Regions from separate parts of the Mus musculus genome. Here region 1 is linked to region 2. The links are chromatin contacts, called in public Micro-C maps. All regions are on one chromosome and are shown on one strand. The core of a region is the stretch at or near the end of the contact, and the rest is flanking DNA. Distances in the headings are between cores, read along the strand shown. Region 1 has its middle 20 kb from the start of Zfp810. Region 2 holds the start of Elavl3 (ELAV like RNA binding protein 3).

Region 1 (7,251 bases), core at 2,107-4,606, 280 kb after region 2:
GTTGGAGGAAGTGTGTCATTGTATGTGTGGGCTTTGAGGACTCCTATGCTCAGGTTCCACCCAGTACAGAAGAGAGCATCCTCTTGGCTGCCTGAAGATCCTCTTCTTTATGCCCGCCTTTGGATCAAGATGTGGAACCCTTGGCTGCTTCAGTACGGTTTGCCTGTACACTCCTCTGCTTCCTGCCATGATGATAATGGAATGAACCTCTGAAAATTTAAGCCAGCCCCAATCAAATGTTTGCCTTTATAGAATTTGCCACGGTCATGGTGTCTCGTCAAAGCAAATAAACTCTAACCTAACTAGGACAGGGTATAAGGACAAATATTTATCCATTGTTGTTAAGGATTATGCTTTTATGATAGGAATCCTAGAGAATGTATGGCTAGATGGAACATGTCTCAATATCATAAAAGCTATATACAAGCTGGGCGTGGTGGTCTATGAGCTAGAACTGACCTCAAGGTCCCCTTCCTGAAGACCAGCATTCATAGTACCAGGAGGTGCCATGCAAACTTCCAAAACAGGGAGGCAACCAACAGTTTTACCCAGGTATGCCCATGACCCACAGCAATGGCTAACATGGCGCAAGAATCCTGAGGGCGCAGTAGTGGCACATATACCTTGATGGCAACCAATGGCTGTGTAATTGTACACACAACTCTTTGACAAGGATACCTTCACTTGTACTGGAAACCTAGCTAACTACTAAGTGCTGGTGAAACCATGGTTTTTGGAGGAGAATCTACAACCACTAGTTAAGGTTACATGTGATTCTTCAAGGCACATGTTACAGCAGGCAGGTGTAAGCTTTTGCGGTTAGGCTATTATGGGCAATGACCCATTTAGTTTCCACTCTTTCTTCCCTTTTTTTGTTGTTTTGATTTTCCTTCTAGACAGGGTTTCTTTGTGTAGCCCTTGACTGTCTATCCTCCAACAAGCTCTGTAGACTGGGCTAGTCTCAAACTCACAGAGATCTGCCCTCCTATGCCTCACAAGTAGTGGAATTGAAAGTGTGTACCACCACCACTCCGTTCCATGTCTCCCTTTTACAAAGGCTTTGGGCCCTTTCCAGTTATGTCTGACAATAACCAATACAGTGAATCACTAAATAAATCACTTTTTAATAATTGGTCTTTTCTACCATATTCTACTTCAGGAGCAAGTGTGGAGGCCAGGGAACAACTAGAGGGGTTCTCTTCTTCCACTGTCTTGGTCCCACAGATTAAACTCAGGTTGCTAGGGTTGCCGTCAGGCACCTTGGCTTGCTGAGCCAGCCCAAGATACATTTCTCACCAAGTTTTACTCTTTAACTACTTTAAATGTGTAGAAAAGCATTATTAATAATAAGTGCTATAATTCCATATAGAATTTTCAACATTTAAAATATGAAAGTTTCTTATATATTTTACTCAAAAAAATAAAATACATTATTATACAACTGTGTGAGAAAACGGAATAGAGGAGAGCAAGTAAGTCTATAGGCTTTGCTCATTCACTTTAAAAGTTTCCACTTTCGGGCTGGAGAGATGGCTCAGCGGTTAAGAGCAGTGACTGCTCTTCCAGAGGTCCTGAGTTCAAATCCCAGCAACCACATGGTGGCTCATAACCATCCATAATGAGATCTGATGCCCTCTTTTCTGGTGTGTACTTACATATAATAAATAAATAAATATTTAAAAAAATAAAAATTTCCACTTTCAATTATGCATACCTGAGGATCGATTCCCCTGGAGCTGGAGATAGGTTGTGAGCTACCTCATGTGGGTGTTACGACTTGAACTCAGGACTCTGCAAGAGCAGTATGTGTTCTTAACCACTGAGCCACCTCTCTATCACCATCCATGTCATTTTTAAATAGATGTTGGGACAGTCAAATCGCAACTGTACTTAAATTCTTTTTAGTTTGGTCAAAAAAATTAACATTTAAATATGGGGAACATGAAGTGTTAATCTTCCCCAAATGATGAGATTACAGCTACATGAATTATGTTGAACTGTGAAAATCCTTATTAGCTCTTTTGACAGAGGCTTTCGGTCTCTAGCCCAGGCTGCCCTCTGACACACTGGCTGTCTCAGCAACCACACACTTAGACTGATGTGAAATTCCATTATCAAAATGAAAATCAGAGAGGTAGTAGATTGCCTCTTAGGGCTTAGTCTCTTGACAGTATAAATTCTTTTAGGAATTAGAGATCTCTGACTAGAGGCCTTTGCAGTCTCCTTACCAGCTGAGGTTGGTGATCCCTGACTGTCTCATGGAACAGTTGTGCAATTTCCCACACTGCAATTCCCCTGCCTCAAGCTGGTTCCTACCATTTTATGGACCTGGAAGAGGAGGGCCTACAGAGCCTTCCACACCTGCTTGGCCCTCATGACTCCTAACTCTGGGTATCCAGTTCTTAGTAAAGGGTGGCGGCCGAGTTCTGGTCTATGCCTCTTTCTTACCCGGCACCCCACATTCACCTCCCGCCCTACAGCCCCCCTTCATCAGTATTTTGGAGGTTCCCTTTCCTTTTGGTTCTCTCAGCCCCGTATCAGCAATTTCTCCTTCCAGACACATCCTTCCTTCACTGTTTGGCCTGTAAACTCCAGATAGACCCCCCTGTTAGCATTCTGTCTAAACTTGCCCCACACTTACCTGGCAATAGCCAGGTATGCTCCTCCCCAGTTACCTGACAACAGCTGTCCCACTATGAAAGGGGCTGCTTGCCCCTCCTCTCTCTCTTACCCCTGCTTTTTTCTCTCTTGCCCTCCTGTGTTCTTCCCTTCCCCTCACTCCACATGGTCATGGCCAGCCTCTACTTCTCTACTCTCTCCCTCTCGCTGCCTTTCTTTGCCTCTACTACTCTCTTAATTCCCCTCCCCATGCCCTGAATAAACTCTATTCTATACAATACCAGTTGTGTGGCTGGTCCTTCCGGGAGGGGGATGCCTTGGCATGGGCCGGCTGAGGCATCCCCTTCCCCCATACCTCACCACACCCCCATAGAACATATCTTAATTCTTCTTTACCTTTTTATAATCACAGCATTGGTGCCGAGACTTGGATCTAGAAACTCTGCAGTTTGCATCCCATTTCAGCCACCACAAGAGATCCACACTCACTGGTAACCCCCTCCCCCCCCCATCCCCCACTGGTCAGAGCAAACCCGTCATGGTCCCAGGGGGAGAGTTCTTGAGCTCAGAGCTACGCCTCTGCTGCCCTGACCCCCATTTTAGGACTTTGCCCCTTGTGTGAGATTTCCCTCTCCTTGGAGACAGTTTCTTTCTCAGAAATTCCCAGCCAAGGTGAACTGGTCTCTGGCTCAAGAGCACAGGCTCTGAGCCTTGGCTCCCGGCCCACAGGTGATGACCTGGCAGTCTGGCCTGTGCTAGAATCTCTCTCGGGTTATTAATGCCCTCAGGACGCTGGTAGTAGCAGTTAATAATGCTATTCTCTCGCCCAGGGGTCACTCTTCGCCACCTCTGTCCCTATTTAATGGGACGTCTTGGTCTAAAATAATATGTCTACATCCCCGCTAAACTAGCACTTTCTCGCTAAAGACCTGTAGCTCAGACTTTCCCCTCGCCCCAGCCCTCAGTTGCTGGCTCTCACTCCCACTGTGGCAGCAGGTTCTGCCGGTTCAAGCGGGTCTGGCTCTGGCCCCCTGCCAGGGACTCTGCTGCCCTTCCCCTCTTCTTGCTCTCTGCGACAGTCTCACCCGGACTGGCAGTTGCACTCGGCTCTCTCAGCCTGCGTGCACTCTGCTGGTCTCTGCCTTCCTCACTCGTGGCCTGCTGCACACCAGTTAGGGACCCTACTTGCTGTCCTCCCCACTCTGCTCCTTTACTCTCAGTTCGTGGTGGGAAAAGCCCGTTGCTTCCTGCCAGAGGTCCCGTCTGTGAGACTTGCTGTCCCATGTGCACAACCACCTGCTGGCCCCTGCCAAAGCCGTTTTCCTGCACACGCGAGCCCCTTTCTCCCTTCCTCTTTCCCTCTCTGTCTAGGACTTATAAAGGCTAGCGGTGGGGTGCACCCCAACTACGTTGCTACGACACGCTCTTTCAGGAGCTGCCTTTCCCCGCCCACTGTGGACTCTGGGCCGTGACTTCTGGCTGCTGGTAGGAATCCCCGCCCCTCAAAGGCACAGACTCACAGGCCTGACCTGCGGTGCCTCTGCCTCAACTGCCACTGGCCCATTGCACAGTTCTGCCCCAACCCACCGGCCCGGGGAGCCACAGGTCTGCCGGCCTTGCTGTGCAGCTACAGCCACCATGGCTTAACGCCCCAGCCAGCGATATGTGGGCCACTGTGCAGCTACAGCCACCAACGCCAAGGCCCTGCCACCCAGAACCACTGCCACCTACTGGCTGCTGTGAGACTCACAGACCTCTACCACGGGAACTGCTGCCATCCAGCCTCCGCCATGTGGGCTATGCAGCACAAACGGCCCAAGCACTTATCTATCCATGCTCCCACACCCCTGGCCTGTTGTCATGGCCTGAACCTGCCTGGACAAACTCATTTCTGTCACCACCATCTTATGCCACTGTGCCAGCTTTCTTATTCTAGTCCTAGCCAAATATTCCTTTGCTAATACAAAATATACTTTACCTACACAACCTGTCAAAGTTACCTAAAGTTATCATTCCTATCCTGTCTGAATATATTTACTACTGTCTTAGTCAGGCTTCCTATTCCTGCACAAACATCATGACCAAGAAGCACTTGGGGAGGAAAGGGTTTATTTAGCTTACTCTTCCACATTGCTGTTCATCACCAAAGAAAGGCAGGACTGGAACTCAAGCAGGTCAGAAAGCAGGAGCTGATGTAGAGGCCATGGAGGGATGTTCTTTACTGGCTTGCTTCCCCTGGCTTGCTCAGCCTGCTCTCTTATAGAACCAAGACTACCAGCCCAAGAGTGTTACCACCCACAAGGGGCCTTTCCCCCTTGATCACTAATTGAGAAAATGCCTTACAGTTGGATCTCATGGAGGCATTTCCTCAACTGAAGCTCCTTTCTCTGTGATAACTCCAGCTGTGTCAAGTTGACACAAAACTAGCCAGTACACTCATGTTATCGATTTAACTGATAAGCTATAGGAAACCCACTCAGATCTGCCTCTCATGGACCAAATAGGCTCCATCCAGACAAGTACATCTGCCTAACCTATTCCAGAGGATGAGATTCCCCTGGGTTTCAAATGTACATCTTAAGAAAAAAAAATTCTTTCTTCCAAAAGTACTTAATCTCTCTCTATAATAAATATATTGTGTTTGAGCATCTTGTCAAGTCCAGGCGCTCACTACATCCAGGACAGCTCCAGAGAAGCAGCCTCCAGATGCTCCATCTCCTGTCTCAGACACAGACGCTTCTCCTGGACCTGTTCCTTCTGACCCGTCCTCAGATGGCTCCACAGACCCTGGACAAGGAAGCAGCCCACTCTCCTGAGACTGGGCAAACATCCCCACATCCATCCCTCTAGGTTCCCGAGAGACAACGTCACCCCAGTGTCAGCAGGAAGCAGCCAGATATCACAACGACCCTATTTCCGCTTTGCCATCACATCTTTCTAATCTTTCTTTTTTAGTTAAACCAAAATGGGGAGAATGTTAGCACTCTGTCTAAATTCCCCCTCCCTTCCCCCCTCTCTCCACGTGGACATGGTCAGCCTCCACTTCTCTACTCTCTCCCTCTCTCTGCCTTTCTCTGCCTCTACTAGCCTCTTAACTCCCCTCCCTATGCCCTGAATAAGCTCTATTCTATACTACACTGTCATGTGGCTGGTCCCTCAGGGGAGGGGGATGCCTTGGCATGGGCCCGTTGAGGCACTCCTTCCCCCACACCTCACCACACCCCCACAGAACATATTCATAGACCTCTTTATCTTTTTATAACCACAACATCCCAACCACACGGTCCCACAGCCAGTTCTGCACTTGGCTCACTGTTTACTCAATTCTTCATTCTGACTTGACTCATTTTTAAAGTTTTCCCAAGTCCATTACAAAATATCCAATGCAAATATTCAATACAATGAAAATATTCTCAAAACCATATGAGCTAGCCCAGAAGTACAGCCTAGTATCAATGCAAATCCCTCCCCTTCCCCATTGAGAACTAAGGTGGTCCTTCCATATTTTCATCAACTGTCAATGTAACTGTATACTGCACTTTCATGTGGACAGCACATCCCAATTTTTTTTTTTTAATTGAACAAGTCGATTTATTCAGTTGTGTTAGGCATTTGCAATGGTGACTTCAACCTCAGCTCCTGGCTCAATACTGATGGAAGAAATCTGCTTAACAATCTCAGTAGGACTATGTAAATCATAGTCGCTTGTGGATCCTCATCTGGAAACGATCCCATGTCTTGGAACCTTCACCACAAGGTGTTTTTCTGGCAGTGATTCTCAAAGTCTTGGTAGGTGTGCACACCGGTCCTTTCACTTTCAGATTCTTTTCCTCTGCACCTCTGATCAAGTCCGTACCAACCTTCTCCAGCGAGCGGCTGGTGAGCGTGATTCGAATTTGGTGAATCGCCACTTGGGTATCTTTAAATGCCATGGCGGAGGTGCGGCTTCCTGACTGACTTATTCCTCAGCAAAATCGAACAGAGGTGAGTCAGGACGGAGCAGACTGGCCTGAGCTCTGCAGCATACACCACCAGGTCTCAGAAAGGCCCTAATTTCTTTTCTTTTTTTTTCCCCTTCTTTCTTTTTTTTTTTTATTAGTTATTTTCCTCGTTTACATTTCCAATGCTATCCCAAAAGTCCCCCATACCCACCCCCACAAGCCCCTACCCACCCACTCCCCCTTTTTGGCCCTGGCGTTTCTAATTTCTTATTATTGGTTTGTAGATGATTTGACTTTGCATCTTTATGGATTCTCAGGTATTAACCTTTCAAAGCACGCAGAACCAGTTACATTAAGAAAGCTGCTTTCTATCCTAAGAGTGGTCATTTATATTTGTTTTCTGTTAATTTATTACTTTTACATTTGCTGGATCTCTGGATTTTTGTTTGTGACTTTGCACGTACTGGTAATATTATTTACCCAGGCTAAATATTCTTTTACTCATTAATTTGAGAACTATCACAGTATAATAGTGAAACATGTGGATTCTGGAACAGAACACAGGCTTACATAGGTCAGTCACTTGCAATGTTGTTCCAGAATTGTTAGTTTACTGTTTCATTAGGTTGGTAAAATAACACATTAACACCAAGGATAGCCTCACTACACGATAGATACATGCTCAATAACA
Region 2 (6,895 bases), core at 1,835-4,334:
TTGTTTTATTTCGAGACAGGGTCTCGTTATGTAGCCCTGGCTGTCCTGGACCTCACCAGGCTGGACTTGAAGTGGTAGACATCCACTGGCCTCTGCCTCCCAAGTGCTGGGATCAAAGGCAATGTGTCACCACACCCAGCTACATGTTTTTAGACTTTCAGTGCTATATAGAAAAGTGGAAAGCATTTGTTCCATTTCTTAGTGAGGAATTTAGTGTTTGCTCTGGAGCCTACGCAGGCCTGTGTGTGTGTGTGCGCGCGTGTGTGTGCTCCTGCACCCGTGTGGAGATGGAAGGACAACTTTGGGTGTTGGTTCTTTCCTTCCATCTGTGTGTTCCAGCGATGCAACTCAAGTTGGTCCAGTTGGTCGCAAGCCCCTGCTGAGCCATATTGCCAGCCTTGAGTCAGCATGACACCTGACTCGACCCCAGCGTCTATGGAGTTACCTGGCAGCCATCCTGCCCACAACTGGGGGATACCAGGCTGTGTTAGTTCCGAGGGGTTCACTGCCCAGCCTGCGCTTCTTTCACTACTTCTCTCGCCTTGCCGTGCACCAGCTTAGCTGGGCAGGGCCGGGTGTTCATTTCACAGCTGAACCAACTGAGCCGCCTAAGCCGATAATGGGGATGGGATTGGCAGAAGCCACACCCGGGCTGCCCTGGTCCAGGACAGAAAGGAGGGGGGACAGGAGAGGCAAGGTTGACTGATGGGGACCTTATCTCCCTCCCTTCCGCTCTTCCTGTGGGCCTGTTTCCCACTCTAGGCTTAAACAGCCCCCTCACTCTTTCTCTTTTCCCCCACCCCCAGACTCCCTCTTTGTAACTGCCCTTACTCCCAATCACACACAGCTGAAGAAGGAATTTGTCAGCAACACACCTAAAGCTACTTGCTCCTCAGACCCCCTTGGCCTCCAGCTGGGCCTCTGGCCTCCAGTCACAGTGACAGATGCCTGGATACTGGTGACAATAGGGCTTTGAGTGGCTATCTAAGCACAGCAAGTCAGGGCCACCACGTGGTACAGACCGAACCTTGTATTTCTGAGCCCTTTTCCTTCTACTTCTAATCTACGAGGGGCCCCACTGAATCCGGCATCCCCTCACTTCCTCCTGGTCTATCCTCAAGGCATCCCTTCTTGAGTGTCCCCACCACCACCAGTGGTAATTCCAGGCCTCCAAGGGTCTCCAGGCCCTGCTGTAACCTCTGACCACACCCTCTTCTCTTTTCAAACAGAACAACAGATGAGGGAAGTCTTGGAGGTATATTGTAGGGTTTCTGAGAGTCTCCAGGAGGCTACATTCCTGTTCTCAGACCTGGATGAGCACCTTGAGGCCCAGAGATGGTAAGAAAATAGCCTGAGGTCACACAGCAAGCTGAGCCCTTGGGAAGGCATGGGGAGGAGGTGGTTCTTTCTTAAAGCCAGGTGGCCTAGTGCCAGGGCCCAGGAGAGAGGAGACTCAAGATGGACTACTGAGCTTCCCGACCCCCACCGTGCACACCACGACTCGAAAAGGAGGCCGGGAACAACACTTGGTGTTCAGAGACACACAGGAAGAGATCTCCAAAGAGCGGAAAAGGTAGGCTGGGCGCGGGGACCAGACAAAGGACGCTTGGCGGCGCGGGGAGCTAGTCGCTCAGGGAGGCGGGGGTGGAGCCAGGGTGCGGTGAGCACTGGCCAGCCCCGCCCCGGGACACGCCCGGGCTGCGGGGTGGAGGTCCTAGGGCTCGCTTGAGGCCAGGTCCAGGGGGCCTAGGGGCGGGGCCTGGATGGGCGTGGCACGACAGGGCGTGGCATGTCGGGCGGGGCCGTGAGTTCGGGAGCTGACCAGCTCCGAGGCTGCTGAAAGCAACCGTGCGCCGGCCAGGCGGCCCGATTTGCGGGCGCGTTCAAGGTCACCCTGCGGCCCGGAGCCCTGACCGGGGAGGGCGCGTGCAGCAGGCCCTATGGAGTACTGCTGCAGCCCCGGACGCCCTCACCCGGAGGCAGCGGCCGGGGAACGGGGAGCCCCCCTCCCGCACTACCCCCCCCCCCGCAGCCCCAAGGCCCCGCGCGAGGCTACGGCCCGGCGGAGAAACAAAGGGATCACGGCGGCCGCCGCGAGGCCTCAGGGCGCCCCCTCCTCTTCCCCTCCCCGCTTGCCGCAAGGTCGACGGGGTTCGAGGACGAAGATGCCCGCCTTTCGGGTGCGGCTCGGGCTTAGAGCAGCGCGATCCGACGCCACCCGCCTCTCCATCTCCCCTCCCCCCCAAAAAGCTCTCAGAGAAGGCCGAGTGGCATTACCCGGACCAACAGTGGGAGATCGTGGCCCTTGTCCTCCTGGGCGGCCTGCGGGTCTGGGCCTGGGATGCTGGAAGCATCCTCCGCCGCCGCGGCCCCTCCCCCACAGCCTTCCAGTGAGGAGCCACAAGGACCACCGGGTGGCTGAGGGCACCCTGTACACAGCCTGGCTTTCCAAAGCCTCTCGAACCAGGCTCCACTCCCCAAAACTCCGGATGCAGCTCTGGCCACTCTCAGGCCCGAGGCGCGGTACTACCCCCCCCCCTCCCCTAGGCCTAGCTAGGCCTGGTCCTACCCCCCCACTCCCCGCGTTTCCGTGGAGCCAGCCTCCGCCCCTCCCTCCCGTGTTCGTCTCGCGGCGACAAGGGAGTACCTACAGTGACCATTCTTGTGTGCCCGGCGGGCGCGGTCCGTATCGAGGGCGGCTCCGGGGGTCGTGCACTCCTAGGGGGGCGCCTGGTGCTCACGCCGGGGTCCCGCCCGGGCGTCTGCGTCTGCGGCCGCTGCAGAGGAGGAGATGGAGGCGGCGGCGCCTTCGAAGGCCGGGAACTGACCCGAGCCTGGGGATGCGCGCTTCGACGGCCAGACCCCCAGCGGCAGGTGGATGGAGGGAGCGGGCACGCAGTGGAGGGTGCCCGGAGCGCGGCCCCGCCGGGCCTGAAGAAGTCGCTCTTTCTGTGACTGAGATCTCGGCAGCTCTGCCTTCTGCGGCGGGCCCTCAGTTCGGCCTGTCCCGTGCCGGGTGATGGGTCCTCTCCTCTCGCCCGCCCTCCCTCCCTCCCACCGGCCCGCGCTGCGCGCTCCGCGCTCTGGGTCGCACTGCCGCCGCCCCCAGCCCTTTATAGAGGCAGCTGCCAGCGCCGGCGTCGCTCATTGGCTGAGACGGTGGGTCTCCGCCTCCTCCCGGCTCCCGACGGCGCGGCAGGTGGAAGCGAGTGCGGGCCTAGACTCTGCGTGCCAAAAGAGAATAGGATGAGGCATCAGATCTTGGCTCTTTCTTGCCTGCGGACTCTGACTCTAGTCTTGACACCACTCTCGAGTATTACTTTAGCTTTGCCGACAAATTGGGTTCCCCTCTTCAGTCCAGCATCTAACTCTGAAGGGGTAAAAAACAGCCTTTGGTGACCCAAACACAACCAGGGGTGCATGGGTGATGTCTGGGAGGGCTGGGAAAGGGCAAACACTCAGACCCAGACCCGTTCTGCTAGATCCGAAGTGAACAGTTTTTGTTTCCACATGGCCTCTGGTGATATTAGAATACTAGGTGTGGTGAGCCAGGAAGGTAGTTTGAGTCTAGCATGGGCTACACAGCACTTTATGCTGATCTGGGCTACATAGCAAACTTCAGGCTGTTGCGTGCTGCTTAGGAGACCCTGGGTTTTTTTTTTTTTAATTAAAGAACAAAGAAAAGAAAATCTAAACAAACAAACAACAACAACAACAAAAAAACCCAAACCAAACCAACCAACCAACCAAACATAAAACAAAAGTAAGGTGAGCACGATGTAAGGCTAACTTTAGAAGATAGTCAGAGTGATCAAGAGTTCAAAGCCAGCCTGGGTTACATAAGACCGGTTCTCAAAAATAAATAAAATAAAATAAAACAAAACAGAAGGCTGCAGGAAGCTGGAAAGATAGCTCAGCAAGAAAAGGTTCTTGCCATACAGGCCTGGAAATCTGATGTTTGTTTGTTTGTTTTTTGAGACAGGGTTCCTCGGTGTAGCACTGACTGTCCTGGAACGTCCTTGATAGGTCAGAGTGGCCTCCAGCTCAGGTATCCATCTGCCTCTCCCAGGTGTTGGAATGAAAGATATTTGCCACCATGCTAGGTAGCGACCTGAAGTGTGATCCCCTGAACCCATGTAAAGAAAGAAAGAGAGAATCAACTCTACATGGTACACACACACACACACACACACACACACACACACACACACACACGCACATGCACACACACTAATAGTAATAAATTAAAAAAAAATGGGTTGAGGATTGGTTCAGTTACTAGCCCATGAAACCCCAGATCCGATCCCTAGCACCACATAAACAAGCCTGGAATCACAACACTGGGGGTGCTGAGGCAAAAGGGTCAGAATCTTAAAGTCAGGGTCAGTTATGTAGTGAATTCCAGGCCAGCCTAGGCTACATAGACCTTGTAGCAAAATGAACAAAAAACAAAGAAGAACAGCAACAGAAAAAAGAAAGAAAGGAAAAGTGGTGGCGAGGGAAATGATTGAGCGTTTAGGGTGGTCTTTATCATCCTTGGAAGGACACACATTGTGTTGGTTTTAAGTGTGCCAAGTACTCTAGACCTCAGAATGTGGGCGCTAGCACCTTTTCTGTCAGGGGGACATCACACTGCTCCGAAGCAGGTGAAGAGGTTTGTGCTAAAGGTTCGGTATGATAGATCCCCATTAGACTCATACAGCTTAAGAGGTCATAAATAGGTATCCAAACTTGGATAAGCAAGACTTGAGAGTCGTACTGATTGTTTGGCTTTTTGGGCATGTATTTGGTTGTCCTGTGAAAGCACGCTTTTTATTTTTTTATTATTATTTTTTTAATTTTTTAAAGGAGGTTGGAGTGGCAACACCTCCTTTAGTGTTTAGAACATTTGCTGGAGCGGGATTGGGGGAGGGGGGTGGCTCACGCAAGGCTTCAGCACCACAGACAGCGGTCTGACAGGGTGGGAAAGTGGGAAAGCGCTGCTGGGAGCAGCCAGAATCACAAGACCTAGCCTAACCTCAAACTTTTTGTTTTGTTTTGAATTAACATTGTGTGTGTGTGTGTGTGTGTGTGTGTGTGTGTGCGAGAGAGAGAGAGAGAGAGAGAGAGAGAGAGAGAGAGAGAGAGAGAGAGAGAGAGAGAGAGAGAGAGAGAGAGAGAGAACATGCACGTGTGTCATGGTGCATGGGTGTGGGTCAGAGGGCAATTTTCAGGATTTTGGTCTCTTCTTCCAAGATGTAGCGCCCTGGAATCGAACTCAGCCAATCTTGGGGGAAGGGGGTGAAGGTAGACGCCTTTACCCATGAGCTGTCTCAGCAGTCCTATTCTTTTTTTTTTTTTTTTTTTTTTGATTTCTCTGTATAGTTCTGGCTGTCCTGGAACTCACTTTGTAAACCAGGCTGGCCTCGAACCCAGAAATCCGCCTGCCTCTGCCTCCCCTGCCCGGCCCCTATTCTTATTCTTGTATGCCCTTTCAGGATCCGGTTTGTCTAGAGTGCGAATCAACCTGATTTAACCAATCAGAAATGGCTCTCGAGAGACCCAATTGTAAGAAGCTCTGGAGATTGAGCCAATGAGAGGGCGCACGCGCTGGAGAGGGCGGGCTAATCACAGTGATCCACACAGTAGGGGCGATGGCAAAGCAGGCTCCTCCGGGTTTGTAGGGCAACTCGGCTGCGGAAGCAGGACCTCCCCCAAATGATAGCTCACCCCTGACCCCACGTTCCCCTTGGCTGGCAGTCAGTCTCTGCAGCCAGGTTACTCCAGGGGCAAAGGTCCCACCGTGGTTCCCATGGAAACTGCCTGCTCCCACTGCCTGAGTAAGAGAACTGGCTCTTGGAGAGCTTAGACCAGCCCCGTTAATTCTGCACCAGGCTGATGTACCCCCGAGTCCCAAGAGGGAATTGGGTCTTGTTGCCACTCCCTCGGGACCAATCTGCGCGTGGCGCCGCAAGGCTCCCAAGGGCACGTGCCAGAGCTCGCGGCTGTGCTCCCCTGGGTCACGTGTCAGCTACTATTTCGTCCGAATAGACAAACGGCTCGCGCACCACCTGGTGGTGGCACCTACTTCTTCATGAGTCTCCCCGCACGCAGTGGGTCCAAGGCAATTGTTATGCCACGGTGTCCTGTTCCAGGAACACACTGAGTCCTCCCATACAGGGATGGATTCTCTGTCACTCAAGTTTAAGAGCAAAAGCCACCTCCTCAGGGAAGGTTCCTAACCCAACCAATCACTCCATTTTTTGCCTGATGCTGTCTACATTGGAGTTTCCAAATGTTTGTTCAACAGCTTAGCTCCTCCCACAATTCTCTGGGCCAGGAACAAACATTCTGTAAGGGATGGAAGGTGTGGGCATCAGGATTCTAGCCCCCATCCCCTACCCGTGGGAGCAGAGGCTAACAGGAAAGATCCTCGTGTGTTATCCAAAGGTAGCCACTCCCAACTTAGCCTGGGTCAGGAAGAGAGCAGGTTAATTGGTCACAAAGGGATGCCCAGTGCCCACAATTATCCAGGCTTAGGGGAAGGGCAACTCTTTTTTCACTTTAATCTCATTCTGTGCTCTTGACACAGTTCAGCAGTGCAATCCCATGTGCCAGCTCCATGGGTGGGATGTGATGGGGCAGGGTGGGGCACCTGCCCAGGGAAGAGTGGGAATGCCTCCTTCCGGCCTGCGGTTGGGGCAGCCCCTGTGGCTGGCTATCTAGGGCTCTGATCGTCTGGACATAATGTCCAAGAGTACAAATAAATAGAGGCTGAGGTCCATGGGCATGGGCACGTCAGGTAGGTTTGTGGTCCGGGTGGCTTTTGAGCGTGTGGAACTTGACACTGTCCAGCTTCTCGAAGCGCTTCCCGCAGCGATCGCACGTGAAGTTGTACTGCACCTCGGCTGTGTGC

The links. A called contact is a pair of places that touch in the nucleus more often than the background predicts.
Region 1: a Micro-C map of embryonic stem cells shows a contact between it and region 2, with 2.6 times the contacts expected there. The contact joins the enhancer-like site here to the promoter of Elavl3 in region 2. A contact is called at or near these places in 2 of 39 promoter capture datasets (the C10 cell line and HPC-7-derived erythroid cells) and 6 of 484 Hi-C or Micro-C datasets (B cells, CD4 T cells, LSK cells and 2 more).

The regions. Positions count from the first base shown.
Region 1 is chr9:22,323,950-22,331,200 of GRCm38.p6, forward strand. It overlaps the pseudogene Gm6607. Among named protein-coding and RNA genes, the nearest start is that of Zfp810, 20 kb to the left of the region's middle. Within about 2 kb of position 3,357, at least 82 of the 459 cell types and tissues checked have an H3K27ac peak or open chromatin away from gene starts, as enhancers often do. A contact at or near this core is called in embryonic stem cells, where this site is marked.
Region 2 is chr9:22,048,939-22,055,833 of GRCm38.p6, forward strand. It overlaps Elavl3 (ELAV like RNA binding protein 3), which reads right to left and starts at 3,085. Exons shown (of 7, transcript NM_010487.2): 1 at 2,652-3,085. The coding sequence starts at 2,660. Zfp653 (zinc finger protein 653) reads right to left here. Exons shown (of 9, transcript NM_177318.3): 9 at 6,473-6,895. The coding sequence ends at 6,778.